Linked DNA regions of Sus scrofa: all the other regions are linked to region 3. A link is a contact called in public Hi-C and promoter capture Hi-C data. All regions are on one chromosome and are shown on one strand. Each heading gives the region's core, a stretch centred on a gene start, on an enhancer-like site or on the middle of the called end of the contact. The rest is flanking DNA. Distances are from core to core; before and after follow the strand shown.

The links. Promoter capture Hi-C pulls out the DNA fragments that hold promoters and counts their contacts. A called contact is a pair of places that touch in the nucleus more often than the background predicts.
Region 1: a promoter capture Hi-C map of liver shows a contact between it and region 3, with 5 times the contacts expected there. The contact joins the promoter of THAP7 here to the promoter of LOC100153925 in region 3. A contact is called at or near these places in 3 of 5 promoter capture datasets (fetal liver, fetal skeletal muscle and liver), 8 of 47 Hi-C or Micro-C datasets (embryonic fibroblasts, epiblast stem cells, heart right ventricle and 2 more) and 2 of 2 datasets of contacts at active chromatin or transcription factors (alveolar macrophages and skeletal muscle).
Region 2: a Hi-C map of embryonic fibroblasts shows a contact between it and region 3, with 2.7 times the contacts expected there. The contact joins the promoter of AIFM3 here to the promoter of LOC100153925 in region 3. A contact is called at or near these places in 3 of 5 promoter capture datasets (fetal liver, fetal skeletal muscle and liver), 7 of 47 Hi-C or Micro-C datasets (embryonic fibroblasts, epiblast stem cells, fetal liver and 4 more) and 2 of 2 datasets of contacts at active chromatin or transcription factors (alveolar macrophages and skeletal muscle).

What each region holds. Positions count from the first base shown.
Region 1 is chr14:50,592,383-50,595,941 of Sscrofa11.1, forward strand. THAP7 (THAP domain-containing protein 7) reads right to left here and starts at 1,396. Exons shown (of 4, transcript XM_013983196.2): 1 at 1,179-1,396; 2 at 927-1,006; 3 at 450-605. The coding sequence starts at 1,391. It overlaps LOC100510930 (tubulin alpha-3 chain), which reads right to left. Exons shown (of 5, transcript XM_003133000.5): 5 at 1,733-2,109. The coding sequence ends at 1,813. P2RX6 (P2X purinoceptor 6) reads left to right here and starts at 3,494. Exons shown (of 11, transcript XM_021074045.1): 1 at 3,494-3,559.
Region 2 is chr14:50,560,946-50,564,639 of Sscrofa11.1, forward strand. AIFM3 (apoptosis-inducing factor 3) reads left to right here and starts at 1,666. Exons shown (of 20, transcript XM_021074038.1): 1 at 1,666-1,760.
Region 3 is chr14:50,662,466-50,665,878 of Sscrofa11.1, forward strand. LOC100153925 (mitotic-spindle organizing protein 2B) reads right to left here and starts at 2,084. Exons shown (of 3, transcript XM_001929600.2): 1 at 1,595-2,084; 2 at 1,354-1,502. The coding sequence starts at 1,758. SMPD4 (sphingomyelin phosphodiesterase 4) reads left to right here and starts at 1,023. Exons shown (of 19, transcript XM_001929589.6): 1 at 1,023-2,298. The coding sequence starts at 2,224.

The sequences.
Region 1 (3,559 bases), core at 146-2,645, 71 kb before region 3:
CTGCTCCCTCCTTCAGCCTGTGGTACCCACTGTAGGGGAAAGCAGTCTGAAGTAGAGAAGAGGGCCTGCACCCCAGGCTGACCTGCAGGGTGCGGAGCCTGCAGCCCCCCAGCCCCTGAACAGGATCCTGGGCTAGCACTGGGGCAGGTGGGAGGCACACTGCAAACAGCTAGTTTGGGGGATGCCAAGTTAAGAGGTACCCCATCTCCTCCATGAGAGCCTCCTGAGAATTAAGGTGACTGGAAAGGCCCCACCAGAACTGGGCTGACCCCCTGAAAGGAGCGGCTATGTTTGTGCCTTTGCTGGCGTGCCTGGGCTCCAGGAGCACCCTCTGGCACAGTGATACCCGGGGTGTGTGTGTCTCTAACTGCTTCCGTCCGGAGAGGAAATTGAGATTCTGAGCTGGGAAGAACCAGGGCGGCCTGCCCTGGTGTCAGCAGGAGGCTCACCTGATTCCCACCAGTTCAAAGCAGTTCTCCTCGAAGTGTTTGGAGCAGAAGTAGATGTACTCGGATGCTGGGTCCCACAAGCCCTGGCCGCTGGGGTCCAGCCGCTGGCAGTTGGCCAGCCACAAGCCTCGCCTCGGGTTGTCCTTCTTGGGAAGCCTGTAGGGCAACAAGCCTGTCAGAGCTGGGCCGCCGGCGACACACCGGATGGGAAGGGCCGGCCTGACTCATGCTGCCCCCGGACCCTGTGGGCACACAGACTAGGAAGCTGAGGCCTCAAAACGTAAAGCGACTGGCTCTGCACCAGGGTGCCTCTGACAGCAGCTAGTTCCCTCTCCACCGCAGCTCCGCCCACCATCAGCCTCTAACTCAAGCCTCGCCGGACCCGCCGAAGCGCGTGCGCAGTGAAGGCTCCTCAGGTGGGCAGGACAGACTAATGAACACGTGACCCTTTCGGCGCCAGCGCGCACGCGCGCTGACCTGTGGAAGGAGATGCCGCGGTTGCGCGTCTCTCGCGTGTCCCGCGTGCAGCAGCCGGCGGCGGAGCAGTGACGCGGCATCTGGAGAAGAGGCAGGAACTCGGTTGCGGGCTGCTATCTGGGCCCGGACAAGCCTCGCGCCCCTAGCCGCCACCCTGCTCCAGGCGGCCCCGTCCTGGCGCGTCCACACCGGCCCGATCTCGTCAGAGGCCCTTCCCAACCCACTCTCCCGTCTCCCGTCAGCGGCACTTACGGTCTCGCCATTGCTGCGCCGCCGAAGTCTCGCGAGATGTGGCTCGCGGCGGAAGTCGGTACCATAGAGACCCGGAAGCGCGCGGCGCTCGCTGAGGGGCGGAGCGGGCCCCGGAAGTGGTCGGCCTGCGGGGCGCCGCGCGCAGGACCGAAACGACTCTGACAAGAACGGGCTGGTCGTGCGATGCGGAGCCCTGGCTGGGCGGGCACGCATGCCTCTGATGAGAGGTGCCCCTTGTGGACGGGAGGGAGGCTCTGGGGCAGCTCCTCCAGAGGACGGGGCGAGGAGGGTGAACGCTGTGGTCCCGCGACTGTGACCCGGACCGCTTCCGGTCCCGGAGGAAGGGCGCGAAGGATCCGGAGTGTTTAAACTTAAAACATTTTCCCCGATTTCCCCACTGGCCTTATACTCTTATTCTGGAAGTAATACAGCAACTGAGGTGCCTCATTTTTTCTCTTTGGGAGGAAACATGATTTTTCCCTAGGAATTCGCTCGGAAAAGGCAAGTATCTGGTCGGGGAACTTGGCCGAAGAGCAACACAGGAGCAGACGACACTCAATACAGAAACTTTAATAGGTAAACACATCTGGAACGTTACAGAGCAGGGTGAAGGGGGGCCGCCTCGCCCTCCCGCTCAGTACTCCTCCCCCTCCTCGGCCTCCGCTTCCACCGAGTCCACGCCCACCTCTTCGTAATCTTTCTCCAGAGCCGCCAGGTCCTCCCGGGCCTCCGAGAACTCGCCCTCCTCCATGCCTTCCCCCACGTACCAGTGCACGAAGGCACGCTTGGCGTACATGAGGTCGAACTTGTGGTCCAGGCGGGCCCAGGCCTCGGCGATGGCCGTGGTGTTGCTCAGCATGCACACGGCCCGCTGCACCTTGGCCAGGTCTCCCCCTGGGACCACCGTGGGGGGCTGGTAGTTGATGCCCACCTGCCAGAGAAGGGGAACAGATGGAGACGTTTATACTGTGGCGTGAAAAATGGTACCTTGTTTTTTAAAACAAGGCCCCATGGGAATTGGTACTTTCTTTTTTGGCAGTATCTGACAACATTTAATATTCTTTGACCCAATACTGTCACGTTTTGGATTTACCCACATAAGAGCAAAAGCTACATGTATAGAGATTTTTATGTATTTAGTTTAGGGTACTGTTTGAAATGGCAAAACTGGAAACATGTCCTTCCTGGGGAACAAGTTATCACACATCTCTACAGTAAAACACGGTACCATGATGAAAAGGAATGAAGAACCTGCCCTGGCCTGTAAATATGTCCAAGGTGTATTGTATACTTGGTAGAAAGCAGAGCAAGTTGAATTCTACCTGAGTGTTTATACTTCAAAATACTTACAGAGTAACAACCAAAGCTGGGAGATACCATGCTGGAGGACAAACAACTGGTAGAGTGCGGACAGATGGCTGGCCCTGACCTAAGGAGCAGCTGGCAGCCAGCACCAGCTTGACGCAGCTCTTCTCCAGAGGAACTGGGAGCAGGGGGCATGTACAGGGGGTTCTGATCTGATCAAGGGGTGCCCCCTACCCCCCAGCTCTAAGACCAGGCTGGCCAGCCCTTCCAAACAGGATGGCTGCCACCTTGCTTTTCCCTTTGGCTACCTGTGTGCGATGAGTCAAGTCTGTCACCTACATGAAAAGAGTGTATTTTCTTTGCCTGTGTTGCTGGCCTCTTGCTGTCAAGATCACTACCAAGAAGCATGATGTGAATACGCACAGAGTATCTCTTGAAGGACAAAGCTCTGAAAGGGAAGAGGACTTCAGCTTTTCACCAGCTTTTTGGACCATTTTAATATTTTGCACCATACTTGCCTTTTTATAATGAAATAACTTAAACACAGAAAAGACTCCTTGGAAATAGTATACCCCTGAAAAAATGGTGAAGTCACAGACTAACAAAAAGGACTGGAAGCCATGAGAGTTCAACACAGTCCATCTGGGGCAGAACCATCTTCTAAGATTCAGAAGCTTCTATGGGAGTTTCTGTTGTGGCGCAGCAAAAACAAATCTGACTAGGAATCTTGAAGTTGCGGGTTTGATCCCTGAACTCGCTTCAGTGGGTCAAGGATCCAGCACTGCCATGAGCTGTGGTGTAGGTCACAGACACAGCTCAGATCCCATGTTGCTGTGGCTCTGGCACAGGCCAGCAGCTATAGCTCCGAGTTGACCCCTAGCCTGGAAACCTCCATATGCCATGGGTGTGGCCCTCAAAAGAAAAAAGAAAAAAAAAAGAAAAAAGAAGGAGCTTCTATGGACAAAGCTGTGACCTGTACCTTTCCACAGACCAATCTTCGCCTGGCTCAGGAATTCAGCCAGTGAGGAGGGGAATCGGTACAGGACACTACACCTCACCATGGTGCTGCCCAGCTG
Region 2 (3,694 bases), core at 416-2,915, 100 kb before region 3:
GCTCTTTGTCTAGAGGATCTCATCATTTCTGCCGCACCAGGGGGCAGCCAGAGTCCGCCCTCAGGGCAGAGGCTGCCACAGAGGGTTCCCCCTTTGTCAGGGCATCTCCCCTGGTCATTGGCCTCTTTACAGACCCCACTCTGACCTGGTCCTCTCAGTGTCATCTCTGGCATCCCAAGCTCGCAGCCCCCACCCCACATCCTGAGTGCCCTTGGTGTCCCCCTGGCTCACCTGTCATGGTGTCTTGGAGGCAGCCTGAGCTAGAGGGCATTGCAGTCACCCCCAGATTCTTGGGGAACCCAGGGAAGAAGGGGTTCACTGACTCACAAAGGTCACAGATTAGGACTGAAACTGCATTGGAGACCCTGCAGCCTTGGCCAGCTGGCCAGCCAGGACCTACATCTCTGCCCTGCCTCTCAGTAGCAGTGTGGCTTTGCAGAGTCTCTAACTTCTCTGAACCTCAGTTTCCACATCTGTGAAATGAAGATGGTACTGAGAACCTTCCTCCTTGGCTGTTGTGAAGATCAGAGGAAGAAGTGCAAGCTAAGCCACAGCCATGGTTATTTATGGGGCACACTGCATTCCTGACTAGGGGGCTGTTGGAGGTGGGTAGGGCTGCAAGGTCAGCACACGTGTGGAGCAGGGACAGGCTCTTTGGAGGCCAAGGCCACCAGGCTCAAGCAACACCATCTGCCCAGTGACAGCAGGACTCCTGTGACCGTGGCAACAATCTTGCTATGGAAACCTAACATGGCCTCAGAGGGATGGATTGAGCAGAGCTGCCTGTCCCTCCAGGCCTCGCCCCACACCCACCTGCAGCGTGTGACCCACGTAGACCCTGTTCCTGCCCCTGGTGTGATTCAGCCTCCCTGAGATTCCCCTTCTGTAAAATGAGGGCAGTTGTACTTGCCCCCTGGGCTGCCACGGAGGCTGGTCAGCCTGGCACAGGGGACTGTTGCTACTGTCCTTGTCGTCCTTACCTAAGGGGAGCAAGGCCCAGAAAGGGGGAGATGGCAAAGCTAACAAAGGAGCAATGATGACAGGACAACAGTTGGTGGCCCCATGTGCTTAGTGCTGGATGAACCACCATGTCCTGGAACACTTGCTTCTTTCATCTCCCACATGGTCACTGAAACCCGGTTTGCTGGAGAGACAAACCCTACCTGAGTTCAGCGCAGAGATCTGGACAGCATAAGGAAACCTGAGGGGCCAGGAGCCAAGCAGCAGGGCTGAGACAGTCTTGGAAGGCTGCTGGAAGAGTTTCTTGGAGGAGGGGACACAACTCCCAATGCACCATTGTAATTTATGAATATAACGTTCTCCTGGTATAATGACAAGTGGGAAAGAGAAAATGTAACCAAATATAAAGTAGAACGTTCTGCGTGTGGACAGAGCAGAGGGGAGGACAGCTGGCCAGGGTGTCTTGGGCCGTCAGGAGCTGTTTGGTTTTTCTTTCTTGGGGAGGTTTCTGCGGGTGATTCAACTTGCCCCACACCGCCCGCAGACGTTCTGAGAATTGGGAAAGAAAGAAAAGGAAAAAGACTGGAGCTCGGCCCAGCATGGCACCCCTTGGGGTCGCGAAGATGCCGGCGACCCAGACCCGTCCGGGCGCCTGCGGCCTTCCCCCGCCCCCGCCCCGCCCAGCGTCCCGCCCGGGCGCCCCATTTGCACCGGTCGCCGGGCCGCAGTGTCGCCGCAGCGCCGGCCCCGCCCCGCCGCGGCCCCAGCGGCTCCGGAGCGGACGCCCGCGCCGAGCGCAGGTGAGCCCGCGGGTCCGCCCGGGCCGGCACCCGCCCCGCCCCGCGCCCCGGGCTGGCCCGTGGGGGACTGGGGGGCGGCCGCCCGGAGGGGAAGGGCGGCCCGGGCGCCCCCTTCCTTCTCCCCTCCCCCGCCGTGCCGCCCGCTCGCCGCGGGGCCCTACTGTGTGCCAGTCGCCTTCCTGGGCTGCCCGGCGGGTCCGGGAACCTGGCCGGAGCGGGAAGATGGCTGGCAAGGGCTTCGGGGAGCAGGGCTACGCGCAAAGGCGGGAGACTTGCCCTGAGCCCCGAGGGGTAGGAGGGAAGGGCCGCAGCCCTCAGGACGCCGGGAGCCACTGAGGGCGGGAGCGGCAGGAAGGAACCCCTCAGGGTGCGCCTGAGAAGGGCCCAGGGATCCCCGGAGAAGAGCAAGTCCGGGGCTGAGAGGGGAGCAGTTTTGCCCCACCGGCACCGCTGGGCCCTGGGACTGGTCCAGGGACAAGACGCCGGCTCCTGGTAGGTAGTTAGCACTGTTATAGCTTTTTGGCTTTGGGTAGTGTGTGGACAAGGGACAGCACTCCAGAAACTTGGGGTACCCTCTCCTGGTGCCCCTGGCCAGGACCTTTGCCTTGAGTAGGGACATCTGGAGGTAGGAGGCTCCATGCCAGCCTGGCACTCAGTAGGCCTGGAGGTTTAGTCCCTCAGTAGGCCCAAGACCCTGGAGGGAAGACACCTGGTCCCCAGGAAAGGGAGGGAGCCGCATGCACAGGCACCTGGTGGCAAATTGAAGTCCCACTTTTTCTGGAATCTGTGGCCCAACAGTGAGGCCTGAGGCCAGGCACGAAGGTGGCAGGCAGGGCAGAGGCAAAGGGACAGCCAGGATCTGGGGAGGGGCACCCTCATGCCAGGGAGGAGCAGGTGGGGCAGGTGGTGGCTCAGTTTTACAGACCTGCCTTGGGGGAAGGAGCATGGGTGCGCCCAGGTGGCCTTCAGTTGACACTGCCTCCTCACCTGTGATGGCCCTCCAGGGCAGGTGACACCAGGGGCCAGGCAATAGACAAGCCTTCTCCAGCCTTTCCTCCCTCTTGGCTCCCTGCTCTCAGACACCCACCCAGGCCCTTGAAGAAATCTGGAGAAGACCAGGTGGGCCTCAGCCTGCCGAGGTCATGTAAACAAGGCAGCTACGCCTTTGTCCTGGGCCTTCCAAAGTCCAGTGTGGAAGCTGCATCTTCCAGAAGGCCCACCCTGTGGCCTTGAGAGGTCCTTGGCTGCGGGGCTTCCTTTGTTGACAGGGTGGCCTCTTCCCCAGCCCCATGGCTTGAGGGAACAAACTAAGATGGGAGGGGTTGGAAGGCCACCTGGATGCCCCTACCTGCTGCTTGACCTTGGCAAGCCCTTGGCCCCTCGGTTTCCTGGGCATGACCTCAACACCAGGGGCATTTGTGAAGAGCAGAGGAGTAGGGTAGAAGCCAGGGCTGTGTGCCAGGCCTCCTTTTCCCCCAAGCCCATCAGGCCCCGGGCTGGCTGCCCACTTCTGTTCACATGGAGCTGGGTTTCCCTGGGGACCAGTGGCAGGGCCCAGCCCCGCCCCCAGCCCCTCCTGGCCACAGCTCACACTGGGAGGAGGGGTGGAGGCTGAGCTGCCTGGTCTCCTGGACCCCTGCCCCCTTGCCCTGCCTTCCAGGGCCGGGCAGCTTGGTCTACCGTGGGGCTGGGAACGAGAAGCAGTGGCTGTCCTTGGAGGAGGTGGGTATCAGGGCTGACAGCCAGGGTGGGGCCAGGGCCAGGGAGAACTAAATGTCACCCCTATGGAGGAGGAACCTACAGGATCCCTAGGATCAAGAAGGCTCTGGTCTGCCAAACTGACCCAGGCTGGACCCCAGGCATGTGGCCTCCCTGGAGAGGGGAGAGTCCTAGAGTGCCTAGACCACAGGCTTTTAGAGGGCAGCAGAGGTGGG
Region 3 (3,413 bases), core at 834-3,333:
GCCTCACCGTGCCTGGAGGGCACCCCCAGCTCAGGAACCAGGGAGAAGAAGGGACCCATGGTCTGACCTCCCAGGCAGCAAGTCCAGGGGGTGACAGTATCTAAGAATGCAGGTGTCCCTCTCACCTCAGGCTTTACTCTCCACAGCGCGAACTGTCCCTTCCCCGACCCTCAGGTGTCCTCCCCTGGGGCCAGGGCACCTCCGCAGAGCACACAAGTCATACCGGTAGTTAGCCTCTGGGAAGAGGGAGGTTGGGCCCATCACTGCTGTCACTAAGCTGCATGGTGGGATGGCCAGCCAGGTCCTGCTCTTGCAGCTCAATGCTGCTCTAGCTTTCTGGGGGCCATGGTAGTTTCCGTGGAAACAGGAGAGAGCACCAACCCCCAGAGATAAACTAATAAACGCAACCTTCAAAAGGAGAGAACAGGCAGCAAGAGAACCGGAGGGAACCGGGGGGCCCTGGAGAGAGAGGCGAGTGCGAGGCAGCTGGGCCGTGGAGCAGAATCGGAGAGGCCGCAGTCTGCCGGGCCGAGGAAAAGGAGGGCCTTGCAGGGGGGGTACAGTTCTTGGCAGAGAGAAAGGAGGCCTCTGGAGGTCGGAGAGAGACACAAAGAGAGCAGACAGTGTACATCAGTGAGGAGGCCTGCACTCCAGCACTCAAGGCCTCTCAGAATGGGGGCACAGTGCCTGGGGCCCTGGCGCTCCCACCCACAGGGCCTGACTGCCCCTCCACCCAATATCAGCCCCTTCTCAGGGTGTTTCTGGCCAAGGTTCTGCTGCCTTTCAGAGGGTTTCTAAAAATTGGGAGCAGAAGTGACAAGCAAGGAGAGTAAGAGCTCCACCACGTCACCCTGGTCACCAGCACTTGCTCATTTCTCAGCCATGACGGTCCAGACTGAGGTCCATCTGCAGCCCCAAGGATGGAAGCTTAGCTGTTGGGACTCCTGGGCAGGACTTGGGCCGGGTAGGGTGCAGACAAGGGGGCGCAGGAAGGTCTCTTCAGTTGAGGCGACAAGTGCCACGAGAACAGGAACCAAAGCCACTTTGTTTCCATGTTCATGGGATGAAGACAGGAATGCAGAGGTGGCAAGACGCCAGTGTACACAAGTCCCAGAGGAGGCCTGGTCTGCTTTGGCCACCCATCCTGCATCTACCTGATCTGGATGTGCATCCTCGAAGGTGGTAGCAAAGTTGAAGCTGGGGACAGGAGCCCAAAGGGCCAGCCCTTGGAGCAGTCCCGGGACAAAAGCAACAGAAAAGCCTGGCTACTCAGGGCTAAGCAAGCCCCGATGTGCCAGGCACTGCCCACCTCCCGCTCCCGCCCTACACCCGCCGCCCAGGCCCAGCTCTGACCTCGGGTCTCAGGCACGCTGGTCGTGGGCAGGGGCACGGCCACGGGGTCTTGGGGCTCGCTCGCCAGCCGCTGCCCAGCGCACATGGACTTCAGCATCTGGAATACGGCGAGGGGCGCCACGTTCAGCTTTAGCAGGTCCACCAGGATCCTAGAGAGAACAGACCCGGCGCGCGGTGAGCCTTCCTCGCCCGGGCCGTCAGTCCCCCGGAACCCCGAAACCCGACTCCGCCGCGCGCTCACTTGAACACTTCGGGGTCCATGGCGCCGCCCGCAGCCTGAGCCAGCTCGAACAGCTCCGTCTCCTCGGCGCTCAGCACCTTCTTCCGCCGCAGCGCCAGCTTCTGTAGGGCCGCTTCCAGCCCTGGTGGCGCCCCCGGCCCGGGCCCCGCGCCTGGCGCCGCCATCTGCTTGCGGCTGGGTCCCCCACCCGGTACAGCCCCGCCGCGCCCCCTACCGGCCCGCCGCGCCCTCCTCTCCCAGCAGCTCCCCTGCCATCCGGCGCTCAGATCCGGGCCCGGGCGGCGCCGGGCGTTGGAAGGAGACCCGCTCTTCGGCGACTGGTCTTCTCTACGCTCTCACGGCGGTGACGGCATCCAGAGTATCTCACGCTGGCATACCGTGGGCGATCAATAAATGCCCGTTGGACCCAGAGTGTACTGTTTCGCGCCGGGTCCGGTAGGAGGCGCGCCTCTAGGCAGTAACGCACAGGCCTTACGTGCACGCGCGCTCTTTTCCTAGGTGGGCGCCCCCTTGCGGTCCCATAAACCCACGGGACTACACTTTGCGCACGCGCCTTTTAAAGAAGCAGCCCAAAGAGAAAGCGGCGCTTTTCCCGTTTGTAAAGGGGAGGTGACGCCACGCGCAGCTTGATGACGACATTTCGGCGCCGGTTCGCCGAATGGCGGCCTCCATCCCTAAAGCGAGCGACCCTGTGGGTCTCTCAGGTGAGTGGCGGGAGTCGCGCGTGGTCTATCCCAATTACCTGGCGGCCACCTAGACCCTCTGCCCGAGCCGTCTCCGTTCCTACGCGAGCCCCGGGCCTCGGGCTGGGCCGGCCGGGAGCCGGGGCCCAGCTGCGCCTTCCCGCGCGCCCCGACCTTGTGGGCGCTCGGTTAACGTTCGCTGAACGAAGTGGAGCGGGGAGAGCCTGCGGCTCAGCGAGCGGTGTGGAGAGAGCAGGGGTGGATCCCGGCTCTATCTTTCCTCCCCGTGTGGACTGGCTTTGCGGAGACTTGGGTTCCTTGTCTGTGACATGAGGGCCCAGATGCTCCCTTGTCATGAGCAGCAGATGGGAGCACGCCTTTCTTCCAGCGCGCGGGCAGAGGGAGGCCCTGGCAAGACTGGCGCTACTGGCGCTGCGGGTCCCAGGAGGAACCCTGAAACCAGGTCGGGATCCTCTCTTGAAGGCAGCGAGGGCGGAGGTGGCGGGGGCGAAGTTCAGGCTTGGTGCACGGCGCAGAGGGACGCAGCAGCGAGAACCGGGGCGGAGAGACGCTCCTCTCTCCCCGAAACACCCTGATTGGGCGCCTAGGACTCATTCCTTCAGCCGCTGCCTCTGCAGACTGTGAGCAAGGAGCTAATTTCACCTTATCATCTCCAAACCTCTGCCCTTTGCAAACAGTTCAGGGTTTTATTCTGCTTTGGTCATTTTGGAATAGTGCACAATGTTCTCTTGACCACTTGGTTCAGGGCTTAAGCATTTTGTCTTCCTTGAAACGGAAACTGATAGCTAGTTTAATTAAGAGTTGAACAGACTCGGTGTTACCGAACTCAGGTTGGGCTGCTCACACTGCTGGAAAGCCAAAAGTGTTGGTAGAAAGGAAGGCTGGCACCCGGGGAGAAGACCAGCTGGTGTCCCAGGACCAATTCTTTAAGATTCTTGACAGGGGGAGTTCCGTCGTGGCGCAGGGGTTAACGAATCCGACTAGGAACCATGAGGTTGCAGGTTCGGTCCCTGCCCTTGCTCAGTGGGTTAATGATCTGGCGTTGCCGTGAGCTGTGGTGTAGGTTGCAGACGCGGCTCGGATCCCGCGTTGCTGTGGCTCTGGCGTAGGCCAGT